Linked DNA regions of Mus musculus: regions 1, 2 and 3 are each linked to region 4. Evidence: chromatin contacts called from public Hi-C and capture Hi-C data. All regions are on one chromosome and are shown on one strand. Each heading gives the region's core, a stretch centred on a gene start, on an enhancer-like site or on the middle of the called end of the contact. The rest is flanking DNA. Distances are from core to core; before and after follow the strand shown.

Region 1 (2,700 bases), core at 167-2,666, 1.1 Mb after region 4:
GTGTACATGAGGAGCATAGTGGACACTGAGGGCTCATGCAGAGCTACTGGGTACATCAGAAGGCCATGCCACAGTAGCACTGTGAGTCACTACACTGGGAGGATTGACCTTAGCATCCTTTTCACCTACAGCAGGCATCATGGAGACAAGATTGTGCACATACCATAGGGGAGATATAAGACTACTGACAAACAGAAAATAGAAGCTCAGGTGGGAGGTGACCCCAATCTAAGCAACAGAAAGGGTATGCCTGGCATGGGATTCAGGACTTTGGGCTCTTCTTGGCCTTCAATGCATCCTCTACCTGGTCCTTGTGTCACTTCCTGGGAACCACTGCAGAATGTGATAAATGGAACAAGATTGCCTTGTAGGCCCCGATTCCTTCTTCTACCTTTCTGCATCTCAGGTCTCTGTTCTCTCAGCTCCAGAGATGAAGAATCCAGAGACATTCTCTCTTCTCATGCCTGCATAGCTCATACAAGAGACTCCAGAGGCAGATGCACTGAAGAAGGTTCAAATATGGTAGAAGGGCAGGCAAGTGGCCCTGGTACCTGGCAGGCCAAGATCAGAAAACAAGTGAAGATTTTCCTTCTGTCCAGCAGAGGGAGCCCAAGGACTCCCTGATGGCATGTGAAGGTCAGGGTGATCAAAACATTCTCAGCCTCATTGGGCCTGTGTGTGTTTGTGTGTGTGTGTGTGTGTGTGTGTGTGTGTGCGCGCTAGAAACTTTGAAGAAGCGAATGTTCAAGTCCCACAGGCCATCAGACTGAAGTATCATCTGCTTAGGGAAGGCCGGTCTGTTGCTTCATTCAGACTTCGACTGGATGAGTCAGCTTGTTTGAGAGAGAGAGAACAGTGTGTGTTTCTCAACATCAATGGGCTTAAATGATGATGCCCTTTGAAAGCTCCTCAGAGAAGTTTCCAGAATAATATTTGACCACACATCTCTGAGCCCAGCAGAATGGACTATAGAATTAATTATCCAAAGTCAGAAGTGCAACCAAACCTTTCCTCTCTGGTATACCCCATGCAAATGTCCCTTAGATGTCTGTATTAAAGTAGCCTATTGCTGAGACCCTGAGGGGTCCATGAAGGGAAGAAATTCATTGGCTGGTTTAGCTGTTGTGTAAGCTTCATAAACCCCTGGTGGGCATAGCCTGAAAGTGGCCATACACGGATCATTAAGCTGGTATCATGTCGAGTGAGCTGTGGTTGGGTGGTGGTTACAGCTGGCGGTTATGCCTGGGAATGGCTCCCTCTGGTCTGTAAAGGGGCAGGCAGATGCAGGCATACAGAGTAATTAGGGCCGTAATAAGCAAGGCAGGGTGGTGGAAATGTGCAGAAAGCAAATGCTGGCAACTCCTAGGGGCAGCCATTCACCAACTGCCTCGTATTTGGAAATGTGTCCATTGTGAGAAGCACTTTGCTGTATGTGTGAACAAGATTGAGAGAGTCCACTGACTGTGGCTCATGCAGACCCGGGACACATCCTGAGCCTGAATACTACTCCCAGAGACCCAGACCTCCAAAGGGCAACTGGAGGGGGTGAGACAAAAGGGGCTTCTAGAAAAGGCCCTGGGTGAGAGGACACCGGATCTTAAAGTGTTTAACCTCCCTTCCTCTGCTATTTGGAACTGTCCCTTCCCCTCTTTCCCCCAGCCGCCCCCCACCCCCACCCCCCGGGGAAATCACTGCTTTGCAGACACCACAGGCATGATCACACAGTAGAAGAAATCTGAGATCACAACCCTGGAAGAGGTCACAGCTCTAGTCAGGAACCATTACTCCTACTGGCACCAGGGGGCGCTCTCCCACCAGGAATCATCCCGACAGAGCCATACATATGCAGCCCTGGTCTGGACGGGACTCTAGAAAAGATCTTTCACCCCTCTCTGTACTGGTCTGGCCCTTTGTGGCAATCCATGGAATGTGACCCCTCTTAGGGCTTGGGCTGGTCTGAGATTGACATCTATCTATAGGAAACCAGAGAAGGCTACCTTAGTCACTGCTGTGAAGAGACACCATGACCAATGACCAAGGTAACTCTTATAAAAAAGAAAGAATTCAATTAGGGGCTTCCTTATAAAAGTTAGTACATTATTGTCATGGCAGAAAGCACACAGACAAATGTAGAACTGGAGAAATAGTTGAGAGTTCTACATCCTAATCTTCAGGCAGCAGGAAGAGAAAGGTGCTGGGCCTGGCATGGGCTTTTAAAATCTCAAAGCACACCCACTTCCCTAGTGACATACTTCCTCCAACAAAATGATACTTACTCCAACAGGGCCACACTTCCTAATCCATATAACCCTTTCAAAGAGCTTCACACCTTGGTGATTACACATTTAAGTATATGAGTTTACAGGGGGTCATTCTTATTTAAACCATCACAGTAGCCTAGTGGGCCCTCAGATAAGAGCAATATACCTCCAGTTGTTAGATCCTCCAAGTCTCTGTACTGGGGTACCTGGCTTTCTCTTGACTGTTCCATCACTCAACATGGGCCCTCTCCTCCTAGTATCATGGTGGTAGAGCACTTTGCTTCAAATGGAAACATTCTGTCATGGAATGAAGTTCATTAAGCCTAGAAAGTTCTGAAGGGAGGCTCATTAAAACCCAGACATCAAACAACCCACAAGCCTCAGGATGTTCCTGAAACCAGATTTGCAAAGTCCCTTCCTCCCCAGGGTTGTAAAGCAG
Region 2 (2,700 bases), core at 14-2,513, 1.2 Mb after region 4:
ATTATGGCTGCCAAGTCCGTTTTCGGTGGACTTTTGCGCTGGCTGTCCCAGCTGCCCAACAGACTTTCCTAGTTTGTCTACCCTTCACTACCATATCTAAAGCAGGACAAGCCCCAACACATCTCTGACCTGGTTATCATTGTCCCTTTCCACCTGGATGGGAGACACAGTGGCTTATGTCATTCTCATCCCCCCCCTCCCCCATCCCCCAGGTTGTGAGTAAGCCTACAGAGTTAGTCACCTTGTCAACTCTGTCCCAGACTCTGGTCCACTTAGCCAGCACCTAACACTGCCACAGGGGTAGATGAAACATACAGCAGAAAAAGGAAAGGGTGTGGAGCGCTGTTGTGAGTCCCTTGGTCACAGAGGAGCCTGGTTGTGTCTGTTTATAAATGTTGCTACACAGGCAGCCAAATAAAGACAGTCTGCAGCTTAGGAGACTGATTGAGTGTAGGGTGGGAGGGACTTTGCCAATTAAGCAATGTTCTCATCTTGCCCATTTCAAAATACCCTGCCTGGCCCATTTTTAGGAACAGTGCTCAGAAAGAAAAAGTCGAAGGGCATTCATCCGGGGCCAGCACCTGCTCCTGCTCTTCCCTTGGTGACCTCAGCAATCCTACCTGGACTCCCTCCCTGCCTTGATGGAGACACTGGACTGGTGGATGATCAAAGCTCTTTCTCTCCTCCGAGATGGACAACAGAGTCATAGCCCTTGGTTATCCCAAGGCTCCAGTGAGAGTTTCCTAAAGAGGGCTGGCTACCCGTGCAAAGAGTCCCTGGCACTGCTAAGTGTATTTATGTTTCTGTTTCAGCAAGAAGTGTGAGGACTGGACAAGGGGCACTGTGCACACACGCCCCCTCCCCCAACCCTGTGCTACAAACTTTCCAAACTGGTCCCAAACAGCTGCCTCTAAACTCGGTGGGTTATTTCAGAGCTCTCTGTAAAGGGACCAAAATATCTAGTGTGAAGTCCTTAACTGGATAGTTGTTCAAGCTTTCCTGGGCTTCTCAAGGCCTCTCTGACTCTAGCACATCAAAACCTTTATTTGCACAGCCGCCTGCCTCCTCCCCTTCTCTGTCGTGGCCCTGACCTCCTTCAGAGTGTATCCTCTAGGGTCACGGATCTCCATCAGCCTAGGCCCCGCCCTCTAGACACCCAAAGGGACTAAGGCTGAGCCCTCCCCCTCTAGCCCCGCCCCAGCCCGTGTTCACGACCCCGCCCACTCCCGGCTCCTCCCCTGTGCCGGGAGCTCTTAGCCGGGGAAACCCAGAGACCGGCCAGTGAGCCCCTGGGGAGGCCTAGGGCAGCTTTGTTCCTGGACAGCACAGGCTGGAGAGGGCTGTGGCTTCTCCCTGAGGACCCGCTTGGCCCTTTTCTGCTTTGCCCTCTCTCACACACTTGCCATTCTTCTCTGTAACTTTCAGCTTTTCCCTCCAACTGCTGCCTTGAAAGCTAGCTCTGTTTCTGGACCCATGGTCTAGGGGAAGACTCCCACATTTTAGGACTTCTTTCAGTGGCAGGCAGGGTGTCTGTATGCTACAGGGGAATCCCAGAAGGGGACTGCCTGAGACTGGGATCTTCCCTGAACCCTGCTTCCAGTAGTTCTGATCCCAGGACACAAGCCCAGGCTGGATCCCTTGAACATCATCCTAGCAGGTAAGGCCCAGTTTTCTCAGCTGCCTGTGTTGGAGGGTCAGAGGTTCCAGTGAGGAACGAGGGAGCATGAGAGCTAGCTATAGTGCTCCTGGCATCCCTGGCCAGCTTCCTGTTGAAGACCTTTGGGGAGCCTCTGATATGAAGGAAAACAAACTTTTCTTTAGCCTCAGGGGAAATGAAATCTCTAGTATGTACCTGATTGCTTCTTAGGAGCTGTCCAAGAAGGCAGAGAGCACTGTGACACAGTAGCCATCATCAGAGCCCACTGGAGTTGGTTTTTAGAGCTGTTTGGGATGTGCCAGCCTCTGGTGGGGTGAAAAGGACCATGGGGGAATGGAGGTAGGAAGAAGAGCCTCTTTTTGATTTGGTATTGATGGGCAAGGGGCTTTGCCTTCTTGCTCTGAATTTAGGTTTTTTTTTTTTTTGTTGTTCCTATTTGAGCATGCTGTTGTCCATCCCTGAGACCAGAGAGGTACCTTAGTCTGTTTGCTTCTGAATATCATGCTCTATAGCAGACCAGGGTTTCATGTCTCCTTCAATGAAGTTTAACTTGGATTGGTTTGTGTGTAGACAGACTCGGCGGTAACAGGCAGACGTGCTTCTCTGGCATGTGGGATGTCCCCAGACATCACTATCACCATCCTTCAGACACTTTGCTCTGTGTTGGCACTTCTTTGTCTACATGGGTCATTCTGGCTCCTCTTACTGACATGCGTCTGGGGAAAGGCTAGAAAACCAAAGATCCCTTTTGGATTAGTCCACCTTACCCTAGGAAGTTCTTCTGCAGGGTTCTGATCTGTTAGAGACAGAAGCTACTTGGAGGTTAGTGATCAGCTATGTGTGGGCTCAGCTCTGACTTATACTCTTTCTTTTATACAGTTTCCTTATGGTGGATGCCCTCAGCTAAGGGTTGTACCCAGAGGGCTTCCATTTCTTAACGTGCCAAGAGAAGGTACTAGGAGTGATTGATTCCTTAACAAGGGAAGTGGCCAGGCATTTGATATCTTAGCTTGTTTCTATCTCCTGGAGCTTTTCCTCAACAC
Region 3 (2,700 bases), core at 62-2,561, 1.1 Mb after region 4:
CCTTTTCAGTGGTCCATTTAAATTGGGAGATTTTATTCTTCTAATTTGAGGAAGTCCTGAGGTCTTTGCGTGAATTACAAATGAAGAGAAGTGACATAGAGAATTGCTTTTGAGCATATGTCATTGTGTATTAATTCCTGAAGACCATCAACATGTAAGAGATGGAGTCCATGGAGTTCCTTGTTAGCATGGAATTGTGTTAATGCTGCCTTCTTTGTCCTAAGCTAGCTCTCTGTCCACTATGCTGTCACCTTTCTCCTTCCACTTCTGATGCTCCTGCCCAGAACAGGGACCAGCAGTGCTTCGCTTTGCTAATCAGAGGAAACTGTAGGAAATCCTGAGGCTACCATCCAGATTAGATTCAATGTATTTACTGACAGCTGCAGGAAATGATCTCATGGTGGGAACTGAAGAACAATAAGAGAATGGTAGACTCACAATTGCCCCATAAAAGTCACTCAAATCCCCTTCCAGGAATGATTGTCAATTAATAGGGCAGTAAAGATGAGAATGGAAACATAAGATGCTTCTGAGACTGAACTAGGGAAAAAATAGCTGGGCTCATCTGGTAGAGAGGGACACATTTTCCATCTCTGGTTTTCTAGTCATTATATTATGTCACACAAATTTAATAATCTGAAAGTCAACCTTTACCATCTATTTAGGGAGCCACCAGGAAAGTATGGCTTTGCATTATTGGAAGATTGTGCTTAATCAGAACTTGGTTATTGAAAGAAAGCAGACATGACATGTGTTCCTTTGCTGGTGTTTAAAATGTAGCATCACAATGTATAAATATCTTGAGTCTCTCTTTCCTCATGTGTTACCTCTATCACATTTATGCCACCACATAGTGGGTTCATTTTTTCCTCGCACCAAGGTGTAATATGAATACATCAATGACCTTTAAACTCTTAATATCTAATTTTTGAACTTGAGTCCACATTCAGATAGAAGGAATGATTGGTATTAGAATGAACTAAAATTTAAGCAAGATTTATTAAATTTAAGAAGATGTAGTTCCCACATTTTCTGTCTCCAAAACACCTTCCTATCTGCTGTCCACACATACAAAAACTATCCTATGTTGTCTAGGATAAAGTGTCAATCCAAAATGAAGCCGTGCAAGAAGCAATGGTTTTATTAAACCAGAGTCCCTGTGCTCCCAGGACTCTGTGCTGAGGTTCTACTAGGGACAATATTGCTCTTTGTGCTTTCATAAAATGTTATTTGAGGTCATCCTCGAGTGGTACTTTCCATCATTCTCAGACACGATAAGCTGATTAAGATGAGGTGACTCACCCCGGCAATGGATGGCCGAGGTGGTAGGAGGCTAAGCTGAAACTACGCATCCGATTCAAGCTCCTCATTTTCTGAGCAGTGAAACCCAGACTGAAGAAAGGAAATGAACTTTCCCAAGTCTCGTCTACAAGTGGGGATGGTGCAAACTCTGGGCTTGCACATCAGAACATTTTCCTTTTGATGTTAAACAACTGAAGTATATGAAAAGAAAGAAGGAAGCTTTGATGTTGCCTCACCCCTTGTTTTGCTGTGTGTTAGGGAGCATTAAGGGCAGGTAGGAACACTCAGACAACCAGGTAAAATCCCCTTTAAATAATCAGTAATGCCAACTGTTAACTCTAATGTTTGGTTAAAGTATAAAAGTGTGCATTCTTTCTAGCATAATTGACCTCCTGGTTCAAAATATCCATTTTTTTTTACTTGTTCAAATAAATTTCAGATTGAAAAAAAGAAGGTATATTTAAGAACACGACATTGTCTCCTCCTCATATACCCTCAGCCTTAGGAAGATTCTCGACTAGATAAAATTTCTATTAATTATTGTGTATTCTTTTGCATGCTGATTGATTGTACTTACAGACTCATACAATGTTGGTGTTTAAAGGAGTATGGATGCTTCTAGTAGTTACCTGTTTAGTTGCTGAAACAGAACACCTGTCAAAAACACCTCAAGGCAGGAAGAGTTATTTTGGCTTACATTTCCAAAGTAATTGCCCACCATTGGTGGGAAGAGAATAGCAGCAGGAGGCAGCTAGGCACATCGCATGCCCAGTGAAGAGCTTAGCAAAGAGTGGAGAATGCATGTGCCCAGATAGTTTTCTTCTAGGTATCTAGCCCATGGAATGATACCTACTACATTTAGTATGGTTTATTTCACACCCATTAACCTAATCTTGATAATACCTCACTGACATGCCCAAAGGTTTGGTTCCATGGTGATTATAAATCCTATCAAGTTGAAAATCAACATTAACCATCACACCCACTTCTTGTATTTAAATAGGTACCCCAGAGTGAGATGTAGCTGCATCCACCTCTTGTCTTTCCAAAGGCTAATGGTATATCCTTGCGGGAGGAAGTACATCACTATGGGTTGAGCTTTGGAATTAATGGCCTGCACCACTTTCATGTTGCTCCTTAACTTCCTGTTTGCATTTGAAGATATGATCTCTCAGCTTCCTTCTCCTACTTCCATCCATGTTGGGTACTGTTCTTCCACCATAGGATAAACTCGTATCCCTCTGGAACTATAGGTCAAATCAACTCTTCCTTCTTAAGTTGTCGTGACCATGGTGTTTTATCACATTACTAGAAAAGTAACTAACACAGATGTGAACAATTTCTCATCCTCTTGGATCCTGTTCCTGAGTCCGGGAGTCAGGTCTGTACTGTCCTGTG
Region 4 (2,700 bases), core at 198-2,697:
CAGAGATATATATATATTTTTGGTGGCGTTGAACCCAGGGCTTCTTGATGCCTGGCAATTTACCTACTTCATGTTCCCCAAAACGACTTCATGACTTTGGGGGTAGGATGTCAGTGCTGGGAGCAGACCCAACGTCAGTGCTCCACTGCTGAGTGAAGTCTAACACCGCCTCCCGCCGAACACCACCTCCCCCCCCCCCCCACCTCACCGCATCCCCATTAGTTCTGTGTTACCCTGACTGGTTCTGAGCCAAGATGACTCCTGAGTTCAGCAAATCCTGTCTCCATCCCTAAAGTACCAAAGTATTGGTACCGCAAGGGCTAGGTATGATTGATTACCCATTTGTGTCAATCACTTGGGAGAGGGGTGGGGGCAAGTCTTTCTTCTATGTATCCTAGACTAGATTTACGGTTGCCATCCGCCTCCCTCGACTTCTGGCTAGCTGGAATGGCAGCCCTGCAATGCTGTGTCTAGTTTCCTCCTCCTCCTCCTTTATTGGAAGGAGAGCTGCTTTTCTTGTTCCTGGGACTATCTTTGAGCACTACACAGAATATGGAGCCTACCCCGATCCTGGGGTCCCTGCAGTAGGACCCTGTTTGTCTTTGGCCTGGGTTCTCAGTATGGGCTTTGAAGACATTGCAAAGCCTGCAGGGCGAGGCAGGAGCTGACACACCCGCCTCTTCTATAGAAAGGTTCCAGAGGCAGCTGGACAGGACTAGGAGCACACGCCAGCAACAAGTGAAGAAGGGACATACGTGCACAGAGCATGCTGGTCTAGCAGGCCTCAGAGCAGAACTTGGGGGCTCGGAGGCCAGAAAGCGGGAAGCCCCGACCAGATCTGCTCCCTGACAGCTGATAAAATTTAATCCTGAACTTGCTGGGCTTCCTTGGTGCTTTGCTAGGATTATCTAGGTTGTGGAGTCGCGCCGGGAGGTGGCGGTGTGGTCACGCGCACGGGTCTGGCCGCGTCCAAGTTCAAGCTCTGGGTGGGGAGCTAGCTTCCCGTCGCCGTTTCGTTAATAACTTAAAGAGCCAGGCCGAGGTGCAGGGGCGGGTGCGTGGCGGGACGCGGCCGAGGCTCTGCCACTCGGCGCGGGAGGACTCCGACTCTGGTCGCAGTGCCGGGCTGGCCGCGCCCGGAAACCAGACGTCGCCTCGCTCGGCCGCAGGGAAGGTCTCGGCTCGCGTGCCCTGGGTCGCTTCTGGGGTCCCTCATTCAGGGCAAGCACGCGGGGGGCCGCCACAGCGAGTCCCCCCCCCCCCATCCCGCCGGCGCGCGCCGCCTCCAGCCTCCTCCCCTGCCCCCCTCTCTCCCTGCCACCTTCCCTCCTCCCCGCCTCCTCCCTCCCCGCTGTCCCCTCCTTCCCTCCCTCCCCGCCGTCCCCTCCCTCGTCGTCCCTCTCGCCCCTCCTCCTCCCCTCCCTCCTCCCGCTCCCCTCCCCCTCCGCTCCCGCCGCCTCCGCCCGCCGCCCCGGCCGCGTCGGGTAAACCTGTTCTGCGAGGCGGCCGCGCCGGGGCGGATCGAGCGGCCGGCGGCTCCTCGCGGCTCGCGGCGTCGGGGCCCGTGGAGCGCGCGGCCGGCCCTCGGCCGCGGCCCTCGGCAACGCCACCATGTACTCGGGAGCCGGCCCCGGTGAGTCCGCGCGGCGCCCGGCACTCGTGCCGCGGCGGTTGGCGGTTGGCGGGCGGGGCAGGCGAGGGCGGCGGGGCCTGTGGGGCCGCGGCGTAGCCTCGGGGCGGCCGGGCAGGGCCTCGGGGCCGGGAGGCCCAGTGCACCCGAGCAGCGCCACCGGGACGTGTGCGGGGGCCCAGGCTCGGCCTGCAACGGGTCTCCGTCCTCCCGCAGCGCTCCTCCCGCCGTTCCCGAGCGCATAGCTGTGGGGCCCAGCACGGCGGGCCTGGGGCGGGGAGCTGGACGGGTCGGGAACCGAACCACGGGGCCCCGGGACCGCGATCGGTCGCTTGGACGCAGTTTCACGCCGGGCAGCCGCCCTCCCCATTCAAGTGCTAATCGCCCTGCGATTTCCTAGCGGAGCGGGTGGCCGCCGTGGCACCCCTTTCCCACCAGCGTGCCCGTTTCTCTGGAAAAGTTCCAGAAAACTTAAAAACACGGACGCATTTCCCCACCCCGCTCCTGGAGCCGAGCGGAGGGCGGTTTACTCGCGGGGTTGAGAAAACAAGTGTTGGGGAGGCTTTTTCGCCTTCTCCCGCCAGGCACGTGGCTCCATTTCCCGGCTGCCCCGCCGCTTGCTCGGGCTCAGCCTGCACCCCTTTGTCCGCCAGGCTGTACTTGGCGCCCGCGGGCCCTCCCTGCTGCCCACCTGACCTAGTGGTTCGGCCCTGGGGCCTCCCCAGACTTCTTCACTGTGGGGTCTGGAAGCCTCCCAGATCCTCCCGGGTTCCCTATGGTGCCTGCTCCGGAGCCTAGTGCGCCTCCGCTCCTGATGTCACAGGGCTCCTCGAATGCCCACTGACCAACTTGTAAATGCGTTAAAAGGCTTCCCAACGATTTGAAGACCCTTTTAACCTTGCGCTTGGGAGGTGCCCGGGTCCTAGGGACAGATGTTGGGGCCTGGAGGTCCCTGCGAAATGGCCAGCGGCAGCCTCCTGCCAGATTGGGAACCCCCCCCCCACCCCCACCCCCCAGCTCAGCGCTGTGGAGGAACCCAGCAAATCTTAGCTCCAAATTTGTACGTTTTC

The links. Hi-C and Micro-C count contacts between places; a contact is called where the count stands out from the background. Capture Hi-C pulls out chosen DNA fragments and counts their contacts.
Region 1: a Hi-C map of the N1E-115 cell line shows a contact between it and region 4, with 14 times the contacts expected there. The contact joins the enhancer-like site here to the promoter of Ago2 in region 4. A contact is called at or near these places in 9 of 39 promoter capture datasets (the 3T3-L1 cell line, 3T3-L1-derived adipocytes, the C10 cell line and 5 more), 2 of 15 datasets of contacts at CTCF or cohesin (large pre-B cells and stem cell-derived epiblast-like cells), 3 of 484 Hi-C or Micro-C datasets (the N1E-115 cell line, cerebellar granule neurons and cerebellum) and 7 of 115 datasets of contacts at active chromatin or transcription factors (T-cell acute lymphoblastic leukemia, astrocytes, embryonic hindbrain and 4 more).
Region 2: a contact with region 4 is called in a capture Hi-C map of embryonic stem cells, with 4 times the contacts expected there. The contact joins the promoter of Col22a1 here to the promoter of Ago2 in region 4. A contact is called at or near these places in 3 of 39 promoter capture datasets (embryonic stem cells, hippocampal neurons and stem cell-derived epiblast-like cells), 1 of 15 datasets of contacts at CTCF or cohesin (large pre-B cells), 1 of 484 Hi-C or Micro-C datasets (cerebellar granule neurons), 6 of 115 datasets of contacts at active chromatin or transcription factors (T-cell acute lymphoblastic leukemia, astrocytes, embryonic forebrain and 3 more) and 1 of 9 other capture datasets (embryonic stem cells).
Region 3: a Hi-C map of rod photoreceptor shows a contact between it and region 4, with 2.6 times the contacts expected there. The contact joins the enhancer-like site here to the promoter of Ago2 in region 4. A contact is called at or near these places in 2 of 39 promoter capture datasets (hippocampal neurons and stem cell-derived epiblast-like cells), 1 of 484 Hi-C or Micro-C datasets (rod photoreceptor) and 3 of 115 datasets of contacts at active chromatin or transcription factors (the NIH/3T3 cell line, embryonic hindbrain and large pre-B cells).

The regions. Positions count from the first base shown.
Region 1 is chr15:72,049,552-72,052,251 of GRCm38.p6, reverse strand. It overlaps a transcript of Col22a1 not described here. Among named protein-coding and RNA genes, the nearest start is that of Col22a1, 17 kb to the right of the region's middle. Within about 2 kb of position 1,416, at least 10 of the 459 cell types and tissues checked have an H3K27ac peak or open chromatin away from gene starts, as enhancers often do. A contact at or near this core is called in the N1E-115 cell line, where this site is marked.
Region 2 is chr15:72,032,790-72,035,489 of GRCm38.p6, reverse strand. It overlaps Col22a1 (collagen, type XXII, alpha 1), which reads left to right and starts at 1,263. Exons shown (of 64, transcript NM_027174.1): 1 at 1,263-1,657.
Region 3 is chr15:72,133,017-72,135,716 of GRCm38.p6, reverse strand. It overlaps a transcript of Col22a1 not described here. Among named protein-coding and RNA genes, the nearest start is that of Col22a1, 100 kb to the right of the region's middle. Within about 2 kb of position 1,311, at least 2 of the 459 cell types and tissues checked have an H3K27ac peak or open chromatin away from gene starts, as enhancers often do. A contact at or near this core is called in rod photoreceptor, where this site is marked.
Region 4 is chr15:73,183,694-73,186,393 of GRCm38.p6, reverse strand. Ago2 (argonaute RISC catalytic subunit 2) reads left to right here and starts at 1,447. Exons shown (of 19, transcript NM_153178.4): 1 at 1,447-1,633. The coding sequence starts at 1,612.